Linked DNA regions of Zea mays: region 2 is linked to region 1. Evidence: chromatin contacts called from public Hi-C data. All regions are on one chromosome and are shown on one strand. The core of a region is the stretch at or near the end of the contact, and the rest is flanking DNA. Distances in the headings are between cores, read along the strand shown. Region 1 holds the start of LOC100191702. Region 2 holds the start of LOC100192764.

Evidence for each region. Hi-C and Micro-C count contacts between places; a contact is called where the count stands out from the background.
Region 2: a contact with region 1 is called in a Hi-C map of ear, with 2.4 times the contacts expected there. The contact joins the promoter of LOC100192764 here to the promoter of LOC100191702 in region 1. A contact is called at or near these places in 2 of 25 Hi-C or Micro-C datasets (ear and tassel).

What each region holds. Positions count from the first base shown.
Region 1 is chr5:140,596,205-140,602,965 of Zm-B73-REFERENCE-NAM-5.0, reverse strand. LOC100191702 reads left to right here and starts at 4,224. Exons shown (of 5, transcript NM_001137131.1): 1 at 4,224-4,542. The coding sequence starts at 4,413.
Region 2 is chr5:140,906,935-140,913,695 of Zm-B73-REFERENCE-NAM-5.0, reverse strand. LOC100192764 reads right to left here and starts at 3,396. Exons shown (of 3, transcript NM_001137960.2): 1 at 3,073-3,396. The coding sequence starts at 3,204.

The sequences.
Region 1 (6,761 bases), core at 2,975-5,474:
GTTAGGGTCTGACTAGCTGTTCTGACCTCTATCTGCTAGTCTGACTAGTAGACTATAGGACAGTCGGTTGAACCGGCCCTAAGGGGCAGCTCAACCGCTTTTTGCACAGAAAGTCCCAAACGATTAGTTTTGGAGCCCCGCTTATATATACTCACTCCTACCTCTCTCCTCCACATAAGAGCACACCTTGAACTCCATTTCTAACCTGAGAAACACTCTCCACTCTCTCACACACATCTCTAGTGTCTCTCATTTCAAATCTTTGGAGATAAATCTTTGAGTTAGATTGAGATCTGTAGTTTTTGTGCTTCATCTCTAAATCCTTCTTGTTCTTCTTGATTCGAGCTTTGGTACTACATCGAGTTCTTTGTGAATTCATTACTCTTGGAGCTTCTAGCTCCTAGATGACTAGGTGTCGCTGGTGAGTCCAAATCTTGTGGAAGACCATAAGAAAGTTTATATTACTCGCTCGTGTGAGCAAAGATTAGTGTGGGAGCTTGACCTTTGTGGTCGGCGAATGGAGGATTAGGGTTGAAAGAGACATGGCTCTTTGTGGGCATGTGTCTCTTGTGTTCTTGCTCACTGTGTTTGTTTGTGTTCTTTGTTCTCTCAGCATTCCATGGAAGAATTGCTTTTATCTTTTTGGTGTGTGGATTTTGAGAAGTGCCCTTCTCAGATCTGCTACTGTGAACCCTGTGGATCATCTAGAACATCTCATTTCCCAAGTTAACTGGGTGATTTATGAGATCAATTGAGTTTTATATCTCATTCTTTAGTTGAACTCGTGTAGTGCGGTTGAACCGATTTTACCCAGTTCGTTTCTAGTTTTTGTTGGAAAACTTTTGCTTGCCTATTCACCCCCTCTAGGCAACTTTCATCCATGTTGGATGTGAAATGATCCATCAACTTAGTTAATTTTTTGTACTCCCACCATATTTGAATAGAAGTCATTTAGGACATGATTATGCATACCAAGGAGTGGTTAATTAGGGTGGCATTTGTCATGTTTGCCCATATTAAATAGCTTTGCGACTATATTATGGGCACAAAAACCATGTGTCTTGATTGGTTGTCATAAGTGGTTCAATGCACTATGGACAATAGGTCCCATGATTGACTCCCTCTCTGCTCAACATATGTATTTTTGTAGCACGCTGCACAGAAAACAAAGAGTTGGAGGGGGCAAAGCTGTCTAAATGAAGTACTAGCATCCAAAATGTCTTGCTTTGCCAATCTCTAGCTACCTCTCTAGAACGACTTCTATTTCAATACGAAGGGGGTACAAATTTGATTGATTTATCTTATCGCTAGCCTTGATAGATGCTTCACTGTGATCTTCTTCTGGATAGAGGACTTTATGCTACTCATTGCTAGTCCCTTACTATTGTGTTGCGCTCGTGCCTTATTGTGGCCAATAGAGCATGCAATTTGACACTCTTGGGCGATGCAAGGCTATAATCGCCCTCCACATTGACGCGAGATCGTTTGCTCGCATTGCGAGAGCTGGATTCACCATGTCGCGCACACCACTTGGGTTGATGACAAAGAGTACACCACATGAGCCCCAAATTAAGTTCAATTTTGTCGGGCATGTCGTGAAAGGTCTCCTTTGTTTCTTCGAGCAACATAACATCATCTGACCCACTCAACCGGATCATGGATAAGAGATTATAGATGTTGTTGAAGAGGGAAACCTTTTGATTGGTCGTGGACCATCGATCCTTGAACTGCTTACTGTTCAACGATGAGGAGTTTCGGTGGTGGAGTTGTACGTGGCCGATATTTGTCCCAAAAGGTCAATCCTTTTTTTCCATTGCCCTCAACAAGGTCAATGGAGTGCATTAACCATGTATGCACCTATAAATTTATGAACTCATAAATTGTTCTCGACTTAACAAGTGTTAAACTCATAAAGGTATGCATGCACTTATAAGTCTTTCATCCTCAATCTTAGTCTACTCTAGTCCCATCAGCATTGGAGCTGCGATGTCCTAGATTATGTGTATTGTTTGGGAGCCACATCGTTGTGGCTATTTGGTGGCACCAATGGCGGAGGACTCGTTATGGTTGAGTATGGCACCAGCCATACCTAAACTTTTAAAACATATATATCTTCCATTATAAACATTTAATATGTTGTCGTACGATGGTTAAGACCTAATGATTGTAACAATAGATTGTGTGTTCGATTCTTGTTGGTGCAACATTGTCACTTTTTTCCTACTAGCTAGCCATACCTTTCTTTTCTTTTGTCCTCCACCACTGGGTGGCACTACCGTGGCTAAGGAAGGACGAAAAAGATCACAAACACCATATGTGAGAGGAGCACCATAGAGAGGAGGGGACATAGAAAGAGCACCATACGGAGGAGTATATGAACAAGGAACACCATAAAATGCATAAGAAAGATGGCCGTATGGGTATCTGAGTGGGTACAAAAAAGGATACGAATAAGTGAAAGGTTGTGGTGGAGGAGCTTCAGTGGAAGAGGCTTCATCAGTGTTAATTAGGAGGAGCATCGGTCGTTTGAGGCTCGGTAGGAGGATGAGCATCAACACTTGGTCGATATGGATATGGAGGATAAGGATACATAAAAAGGAAAGAGAGGCTAAGGAATAAGAGAACATGGATGATCAAGAACGTCTTCTCGCTGATGATAGATGGGAGAAAGATCGTTGAAGAACACTTGCTCCACACCAGTAGGGGTCTCAGGACGTTGCGAAGATTGCTCGTTGAGGAAGTCCGTGAACAAATCAAAGTTGGGACTCCATCTGGGATCCATATCGAAACAAAGATTAGGAAGCTACTGAATCAAAATGGGGAGTGAAAAAGCTAAGAATGAAGAAGAGAGCTTGTGAACTGAAGATGAGTGTGTGAGAATGAATCCAAGTACTCCCTCTATGTATAGTGTGCATTCAAGATGTTTTTAGATTTTCATTAAGAGTTTTTTTTTCAAATTCAAATGGATGGAATATTGTTGACCAATCAGGTAGCACCACAACAATCGACAACCACTATCGATCCCACCTGATCAATAGTAGTGTCCACCCTAAATTGTTGGTCGGTACCGGCCGACCTGGCTCTACCATGACCTATATCGTTCGATATGACTAGATCGATAGCCTAGTTGATTGATCGCGCTTGTTACACATAGTTGCGAACAACTGAGTCAGACCGGCGTTGGAACCCCCTTATTTTGCTCAAGTGATGCTGAGCTCAGCAGAGCGTGCATATGGGTGTGCAAAATACTGGTTTACACTATAGACTGTATTGTTTATAGAGTGGAGTTTGAAATAGAGGTGTAATAAGGATATCATAGGAAGGATGCTGGAGATAGCTTGACATGCTCGCCGTAGCGATATCTGTTGTTGCAACCATAAAGTCATGGCTGTAGTATCGATGAGTGACTTGTGGCGGCTACTAGCCTGCTACCCATAGCTATCATCATCATTACCGAGCAGGCTTAGGTCCTAAATACACTAGAGATAATAGTTAACTGACCAAAAAATTACTAGTAAAATTAGATAACTAACTAGCTAACTATTAGCTAATTTTAGTTAGGTTGAAACAACTTATAACTAATAAATAGTTGAGGGTGTATAATAGTTAGTTGGACTATTAGTTAGATGTGTTTTGATATCTCTAATTAAAAGTAGCTAATAGCTAAACTATTAGTTAAGTTGTTTGAATATCTCTGGGTAATCTTAGCAGCTAACTATTAGCTCTAATATATTGCACTTTAATATCTCTGAATAATTTTAGTAGCTAACTATTAGTTATAATAGTGCATTGGACTTTAATATTCTCGGTGTCCGCGTCGTCAGACGCCATCAACGAGATGAGTCAGGCACCATCGAGACGAAGTATATAGAGAGAAGTATGAATCATCCAAAGCCAGCGAATAAATTTTGTTGGTTTGGACGAGTAGCGATAGTACGTGTTCGCGAAACAACACACCAAACCAAACCATGACATGCTGCCGCGGACAGGAAAGGCACCAGTGCCATGGCCACGTTTCTTATCTTGGTGCGCCCTGGCGCTGGCGCTGCCGACCCTCAGCAGATCCATTTATTATATATTCAACGAAACATTCAGCAATACCATGATCATACGGACAGCTACGAGGATGTATTATACACACAAAAAAAGTTTCATTCAATTCTCGGAGAAGAATTCTCATATCATTTCCCGTCAAATTTCAGAAGGTTCCTCTCATGTCAGAGAAAGGAAAACCACACACCGGCCAAACCACGACTGCAGGAGGCGGGTAGTAGCAAGAGAAAGGAAACGCTCTCCCAGCCCCAAAGAAAAAGGCAGCACACCAACTCACCAAGAAAGTGTGGAACTGCTCCTGCCTGCAGCCTCCTGCTCATCGACCCTTTCGCCCCACAAGCTCGATTCCTCGCTCGGCCATGGCTGCACCCGCGGAGGAGACGCTTGCCGCCGAGGATACGGCGTCACCACCGCCGCCGGCGAGGTCTGCGGGGTTCTGGTTCCTTGGCGAGGATAAGTCTGTCCACAAGGCTCTCGGCGGGGGTAAAAGTATGAGCCTTTTCCTCATCTTCTTGTCTTATATTGTGATTTTCCTCTCTTTTTTTTTTGCAAGTTGATTGCTTCGTCGGGCTGAAATTCTGCGTTCCTCAAGTAAGCACAGCACGATTCGTGTAAGCGGATTTTTTTCCTATCGATTTCTTGAGCGCGGTAATTAGTTGTTACGATTAGCTAGCTCCAGCTGTCGCTGCCTTGCTAGGAGCGGAATTCTTTCGTTCTTCCTCTAGGCCTCTAGGGCTATTCGCAGTTCGCGAGGGTTTCTTGATATGGGTACAGATAAGCTTTATTTTGTCAGTTTAGTTGAGTAGTTAGCCTGTGAGCGCCGACCAGTATGTAATCGTTGTCCTCCTGACTGATATCCCTCTGTTCTTGTTGGAAGGCGCAGGTTCATATACGAGTTTAATATACGTTGGTAGGAAATTTCGATTACATCACATTTAAATATTCATTGATGGATTGAGGTCTCATTATTTTGCTGCACCCCTACAAAGCAGTAAATACATAGGCAACTATCTGCGACTGAGTGCAGATAATCACGGAAAGTATCATTTCCATCTATCTAGTCTGCGGTTTGGGGGCTTCTACAATCTTGATATATTTAGTTGTCATCATAAAGCCAATAAGTATCTGGATTTTTTTTTGTTTGCTTAAAAGAAAGGTTGTGGATTCTGTTCATAAACATGGGAATGGGAATGCTGTAAAATTCTCAAGGTTTCCTAGCTTTTCAGGATTGAACTGAATGCTTAGCATGTCATGCTATTAAGACAAAGAAATTTCGGATTACAAAGACATTTTCCTCGTCAGCAGCAAGGATCTGACAAAAAATCATAAACACAGATACAAAAGCTCTCCGTTTTCTAAATTGATGTTATTTATCTGGTCCTGTTTAGGTTGGGGAGATGTATACTCCAATAATTTTAAACTAAATTCTATAAGTATCCTACATGATCATTATCTTCCACTGAATCCCCTGCGAGGCTGCGATGGCAACAGGTTCCCCTGTTGGCATCGACTTCCTGCAGCTCCGGTTGCTGATTCCAATATGCTCGGCATGAACACATGTTTTGGCCCGGCAGCTGCTAAGGTGATGCATCTCCATGTGTCCTCAAGACCTGAACCTTGGAATTGTTATTTGTAAAGAGAGAGGACGGTACTAGAGACATATCTAAAAAGAGAGAAACTTGGACACTACTCGCTGGAGACTAAATAGACGTGAATTTAGTCCAACTAGATGCTGCTGGTGGCCGATAAGAGATGCTGATGGCAGTGTACAGTATAGAAAAAAATAATAGTTCGGTTCAATGAAGAAAACATGGACCAAAAGCCCAAAATAGGTGGTATGACCTGTTTGAGAAATAGGATGGTGATAATTAGGGGAAGTGTTTCTGGGCGCATTTGGAAGCAAAGGAATGTGGTTATCTTCAGGGACTGTAGGAGGTGGTCAGCACATCACTGTTATCGGAAATAAAGGATACTGCCTACTACTGGTCCTTAGCAGGAGGGGCACCTCTTAAATCCCTAATGGTCGCTTGAGTCGGTAGTGAGTAATTAGTCCCACCCCCGACAACACATCTATGTCTTCTTGCAAGAGCTAAACCTCAATACGTGCAAGATGCGGGGAACGCTAACTGACAGTGTCAGGCAATGGATGCAAACACGGTAAACAATCCCCCCCCCCCCCCCCCACACACCTTGTTGTAACCTCTAATGTTCCGATCACTTATATAAGAAAATAAAAAATACTGAAGGGACCCCTCCCCCCCCCACCCACAGTAATCTTATCCCTCTCAAAAAAAAAGTCCTTGTAAACCCAAAAAACTGCAGCCCAGGCTGCGATAGGAGCGCTTCTCGTGCATGTAACCTTCTGCTGTCGTATGCTGCCTTCTTATTATTAATCAAAACTGGAAAACTAGATCTTTCCAAAGATAATTAGGGGAACTGTTGTGAGACAACACATTTTAGCAGGGAGTTCAGTTTAGGGTGCACCTAGGAAAATGAGATCAATTTAAGTGTTCTCTTGGAGATGCTCTAAGGTCCCTAGTAGACTTTTCCATTTTGTAACTTCAGTGTTACTTCAACTAAATGATTAAAAGAATTGGAAGCTGTAGCCCATGTCCTCAGTCATGGTTAAGGTATTGAACAGCACTACAGAAGTTCTGGATGAAGATAGAACAGTTCAAGGGCTAAATTTTATTTTCCTGTTAGTTTGC
Region 2 (6,761 bases), core at 2,147-4,646, 310 kb before region 1:
AGGGAGATAATTCCAATTAGTCACTTGCCTAATTAGTGGTTGCCTAGTTGGTCAACCGGTGGCCTATATATAGGCCTGTACGCAGGAGACAAAGGAATAAGGAATATATTATCAAACCAATCTCTCTCTCATGACAGACTCTCAAGCGCCTAGGGCTGCTACCCTAGAACCAAGCCTGCGGCAGAGGGGTATAACCTCGCCGGAGAAGACAGCTACCCCCATGGACCGAAGGTCCATGACACCTGGTATCAGCTCCAGGTTATCCTCACCACCACCAGCCGCCCATCCCTCACCACCACCAGCCGCCGCGCCATCAGCCGCCGCAACGCCCTCCCACCCGCCCTCTCCAACTCCAGATGCATTCACTCGGCTCAAAGAGAGTTTTGGCCGCTTCGCAGAGCAGTGGGATCAGTTCGTTGTGATGTTCCACCGCTATAAGGAGAAGACAGAGAAGGAACTCCAAGCAGCGGTGCGGCTTCAGACGGCAGCGCGAGGGTCCCTGCTGGCACGCCGCCAGGTACAGTCCCTTCGTGGGGAGAAGGACCTTGTTGTGGCCTCCAGGGCCACCCCATGGCCGTCATCACATGAGCAGGCCGTGGTGCGCCTGCAAGCCGCAGTGCACGGTTTCCTTGTTAGGCGGGCGGTGCGGAAGCTGCACTTGTTGATCAGCTCATCGCTGCACCAACTCGCAGCCTGCGCGCCCAACCACCAGGTCTCGTCTATACTTTTTGAACCACCTGCAGAAGTCGAGATCTAGGTATGCAGCCCCCCTGCACGGCCACAGAGGGTCGTCTCCTTCATTCGGGCACCTGCCTTGGTGCTGGACAGACCCAACATAAGAATGGGCTGGTTCCTCCTCCACCTTTCATCCAACGTAAAGGCCGCAGTTCAGCTCTTTCCTTGGGATCCAGGAGGACAGGAGGACATAGCTGCAGTTCAAATTTATATTTTAGTTCCACAATTATTTTGTATTTTCGTCTTAAATAGTAAAGGTAAGCTGAGATGTAAAAGGCTTAACCTTATTTCGTGTCAGGTAAGTCTATGGCAGCTCGAGGACGAGCTGGTCCTCAAGGGAGGGGGAGATGTCATGGGCATCATAGGGAGCGGTCACTCATGTGGGGCCGCACCTATGCGCGCCAAAAGCGAGAGGCTGCAGGGGGCGCTGGCAGCAGCGCGCGCAAGGAAGGCACGGGCGCTGGCAGCAGCGCGCGCAAGGAAGGCATGGCAAAGGAAAGCGCGTACAAGGAAGGCATGGCAAAGGAAAGCGCGCGCAAGGAAGGCATGGCAAAGGAAAGTGACTGATTTGGTGGCTAAATTGATAGACCTAAATTGTAGGGAGATAATTCCAATTAGTCACTTGCCTAATTAGTGGTTGCCTAGTTGGTCAACCGGTGGCCTATATATAGGCCTGTACGCAGGAGACAAAGGAATAAGGAATATATTATCAAACCAATCTCTCTCTCATGACAGACTCTCAAGCGCCTAGGGTTGCTACCCTAGAACCAAGCCTGCGGCAGAGGGGTATAACCTCGCCGGAGAAGACAGCTACCCCCATGGACCGAAGGTCCATGACAAAGTCGTAGCCGGATTAAAGCCGCAGCGAACAAGCTAGGATCTGCATTACCATATCTCCCACGTATATGCGACTGGGGGAAAGTTCTTCATCTATTTCCAGTTCCAAAATGATAATTCAGTAAATCAATGATGGCACAGAAAGATAAGCCAAGCATGTCAAACACTCTTTCCAACATAGAAAGCTTTCGAAGTTGGTGTATTTTCAATTTAAGCTAAAGCTATTAACCTACAACATATAAAAAAGGCCAAATTACTCCCTGTAGTCACTAAGGTAGTGTTTAGTTCCGGAGTTAGTTGGATGGAGCGGCTCCATGCCAGGGAGCGGCTCTGTCCAGGAGATTTTGGGGAGCCAGATGGTTGAACATTTAAACATAATTTTTTTTCTTTTTAGAGCCACTCTGTCCTACATGGAACCAATTTCCGTCCCACCATACTTCAGAACCAAGCACTATCTAAAGCACTATGTTTAGGACAAGCAGCAAACAAGCTAATTGTCCTTTCAGAAACATCATGTTTATTTGACTGGGGGAAGTATATGTCATTTTGTGTACAAACTTTTTGTAAGCAAAACCAAGATATAATAGCCTATCTGTCCTAGCTTCGACTTCACCTTCACCTTCTACAATATTCGAAGATAAAATGATGCCAAATAGATGACAACTTCTTGGTCCTAAGTCCTAACCCTAAGTCCACTGTACTCTAGAGATCACAAATACGCTCAGCCAGAGGATCTGGGACTTATGCTATGGCTTGTGGCTTATGACTTATGAGCAAACATCTGATAAACTATATTAGTAGAGAAGATTAAACTATGCCAAATACAAACATCTCAACTGGCATGCTTATATGATGACAAGAACTTAAAATTGAACAGGTAGCAATTTAGCCATCGGGAAATGATACTTTTGCTTCCTGGAGATTGTGAAGATTGTGTGATTAAGAACAACTTGCCAATATACTTTACAATCTACTGTATGAATGGTATTCAGGTTAATCCACAACTTATTACACTTGCATAATGCATAATAAACATAGACATGGCGAGCATGATGCTGGCTGAAAATTTTCCCTTGACAATTTAACAAGAACTGCAAAGAGTTCTAATGATTATAAGCAGTAAGATGTGCCATTGGTGTACTGATCATGCAAAGTAGTGATCGTACGATTACTGATCATTGGGTCCATCGATCATCAGTTCACTTTGCCACAACAAAAACGAAAAACCACAAGATGAAATCCGGTTATAGTCTTATAGAGACCAGATCGATGATATTGCTATCCTGGAGCCCAAAATAACCACACACACGCTGGGCAACTGAACCAAACAAACGACTGCAGTAGAATCATACAGCGAAGCTACTGATCCCAGCGACCTAAGAACCATTATGATTTCTCTCGTGATGCAACTATCCACACAGCAATAGGACCTAGCCAGCGCAACAAAATTGAACATATGAGGACTGTAAGATCGATCGAAGAGAGGAAGGTAAAGGATACCTTGATGCAGAGGTTGCCAGCGCAGATGATGTGTTGGATCTTGCCGGGCACGAGCATGGACTTGAATTTGGCGGGCAGGTCGGGCACCCGGTGCGGGATGTGCAGATCCCCCAGCGCAAGCACAAGCACCATCCTCCCCCGATATCGCGTCCTTCCCCTCCCCACACTCTTTACTCTTGATCTCCTATTGAGCTGTACGCTTGTACCTCCACCCCAGGAGCCACGATCCGCGTCTCCACCTCAGGTCAGCTCTCTATCTGGTAGAGATGCACACCATGATTCGAGTCAAAATCGTCAATCACGTCACCCCTCTCCGCGAACAAGATCGAGAAGAAGCGCGACAGAAAGGCGAGAAGAAGGGGTTTGCTCGCTTCGCTGTACAAAGTGGGCCCGTATTGGGCTCATAGCCGGGCCGGGTGAGTGCTGCCCCGTTGTTCCGGGTCGCTGTACTGGACTTTAGCCCGCTGTACACAGGCGCTTGCGCTCCACGGGTCTTGCTTTGGTTGAGCGCGTGCGCGTGAGATCATATCTTCTATTACATTCTTTATTTTAAATTTTTAATATAAATAGTGTCAAAACAGTATTTTATATTTTTTATGGTCATATGAACGATCGGTTAAATACAGTCTTAAAACGTTAAGCTAAACAAACGTCTGTCAAGCTTTCCTGGACTGTTACCTCAATTTAACTTGTGTTATCCCTTTAAAAAGTTCAGCTTGTGTTTGACAGATTGAGTTAACACTCCTAACATGTTCTCTGGTCATTATTATGTACTATATAAAGCTAGTTTCTACTGTTTCACTGTCATGTATTACCTCTGTTGGCTGCTGTTGAGCACCATACACAACAGCAAAACTGAATACTCCCGTCGGCCATAATAATTTCCGTCGGTTTTTAGGGTTGCCGACGGGAGTTAATTAACTACCGTCGGCCATAACGAAGCCGACGGAAGATAAAATAACTCCCGTCGGTTAGTCCGGAGGCCGACGGGAGCTACATTATCTCCCGTCGGCTTCGTTACGGCCGACGGGGTTTAGGGCGGGCCCGGCTAAAACGCGCGCGCCGGCCACTCGCCCAGGCTTTATTCATCGCGCGGTCGTTCTCCATCGCCGGCCACTCATCCCGCGCCGCCGCCGATCGCCGTCGAGCGCCCGAGCGCCGCCCGAGCCTGCGCCGCCGCCGCCGTGCGCCCGAGCGCCGCCCGAGCCTGCGCCGCCGCCGCCGTGCGCCGCCCCGCCCGAGCGCCGCCAGCGCCTACGCCGCCGCCGCCGACCCCGCCGCGCCCGTCCCGTCCTCCGCCGCGGCTTGCCGACGCCGCTGCCCCCGCCCGTCCCCTCCCCCGACGCCGCTGCAACCTCCACTGAGACAGTAAGATTGAAATCATTTAAAATTATATCATTGCGATATATATTTATATTTATATCGAAAATATGTTTATTCCCGTCGGTTGGTTGATTGTATTGATTAAGCCGACGGGAGTTAACTACGTTGTGGTAGTTTGATTAGTATGATACACTGTTTATTTTCCTAGAGTTTTAGGGTTAAGTGCGCAGACCAGTAGTTAACCCTAGGCGTCACCCGTTCTGGAAGCATGCACATGCATCACATTTATTCATATGTTTGGGCCTAATGCACCTAGACAATCTATGGATGCATAGATTGTATAGTTTCATTCGGTCCAAACACAAGATTACTTGTGATGTGCGTGGTTCCGGGATTGTCCACGTATTTGGACAGCCGGAGAATGGGTGTGGCCGCATGTGATTCGTGCACGTGTCCGTTGGTCCGAACGAGATTTCAGCAGCATAACCCAGTTGTTCTCCGTCGCACCATGATAGGCGTGTGTTCGGAGAACAGCGGGGTTATGCTGCCGAAATTTCGTTCGGACCATCGGGCACGTCACGAGTCGCATGCGGCCGCCTCCATTCTCGGGTGGGTTTATGTCCTTTCCTATAGTAGGGTTATCACCTAAGCCACGTGCATCGCTCTTATATGCTGAATTTTTGGTTGGTGGTTTACACAACAGCAAAACTGAGCCATCCTAGTCATGGAAGATGACCGTGAGTGGATGTATGCTGGTTGGAAGAAGGGCGGATGTCACACAAAGGAATGGTTTCAGAAGACAGAAAAGTTTTTAGAGAACGCTCGTGGAGAGTCAACCCACGCTGTGATTAGGTGCCCATGCACCAAATGTGGGAACATCCAGTCACATGACAAGAGAACTGTGGCACTACACCTTTGCAGTCATGGGTATGTTCAAGGTTATAAGGTTTGGGATAACCACGGCGAGTCACGGAGTATAGTATCAGCACAGATGGAGGTGGATGACGGTGAAAACGTTGATCGATTGGATCATATGTTAGAAGATATGCAGGCAGAGTTTGTCAACAATCCTGAAGATCCGCCTACAAAAGAGGTTGAAGAGTTGTTCAAACTCCTCCAAGACTTAGAAATGCCTCTGCATGGACACACAACGGTTACCATCCTCCAGTTCGTGACCCGTCTAATGAGCATAAAGTCAAAGTTTGGTTGCTCAGCCAAATGTTATAAGGCGATTTTGGACTTGTTTAGTGATGTCCTTCCTGCCGATCATAAGGTGCCTAAAGACATTTACCGGTCAAAGAAGCTGCTAAAGGCTTTGGGAATGCCATATGAGAAGATCGATATATGCCCGTCCAACTGCATGATATATTGGCGCGATCGTGCGAAACTAGAGAAATGCTTGAAATGTGGCCTGTCGAGGTACATAGAGGTGGTAAACGAAGAAGGGGAGAAGGTGACAACAAAGAGGGCACATAAGCAGCTTCGCTGGATGCGTCTCACTCCAAGACTGAAACGTCTGTTCTTGGCTAGTAGAATTGCGAGCCGCATGAGGTGGCGCAAGAATCGTAAGCCCCCGAAGGATGGGGTAATGCAGCATCCGTGTGATAGCGACGCATGGAAGGCCCTGGACAGCTTCGATATAGAATTTGCTAGTGAAGAGAGGAATGTTCGTATTGGGCTGGCGACAGATGGTTTCACGCCTTTCAGTATGACCGCAGCGTCTTACTCATGTTGGCCTGTCTTTGCCATACCGTACAACCTTCCACCTGAAGATTGCATGAAAGATGAGTTTATGTTCTTAACTCTCATCATACCTGGGAAGGATCATCCCGGCGTAAACCTCAATGTTATGCTTGAGCCATTGATTGAGGAGTTGAAAGAGCTTTGGGAAGGAGTGGAGGCGTATGACAGCTTCATGAAGCAAAAATTCAAACTTCGGGCAGCATATTTGTGGTCCATACATGATTATCTAGCGTATGGGATCTTTGCTGGGTGGAGAGTCAGTGGAAGGCTAGGTTGTCCTATTTGTGGAAAAGAAACAGATTGTTTCTGGCTCGATAAGGGTGGGAAGTTCTGTTACTTCGATTGTCATAGGTCTTTTCTTCCTTTGAACCACCCCTTCAGGCTCCAGGCACACGAGTTCAGGAAGGACACCATTGTCACGAAGGAACCCCCGAAGCGTCGCACCGGGTGGGAAATCGCTGAGGAGCTGAGTAATCTAGTGAGAAATGAGGATGGGGGTGGGTTTGCAGGTTTCGGGAAGACCCATAACTGGACTCACAAATGTGGCCTTTGGGAGCTCCCTTACATGAGGGCATTGCAGCTCCCGCACAACATCGATGTAATGCACCAAGAGCGTAACATGT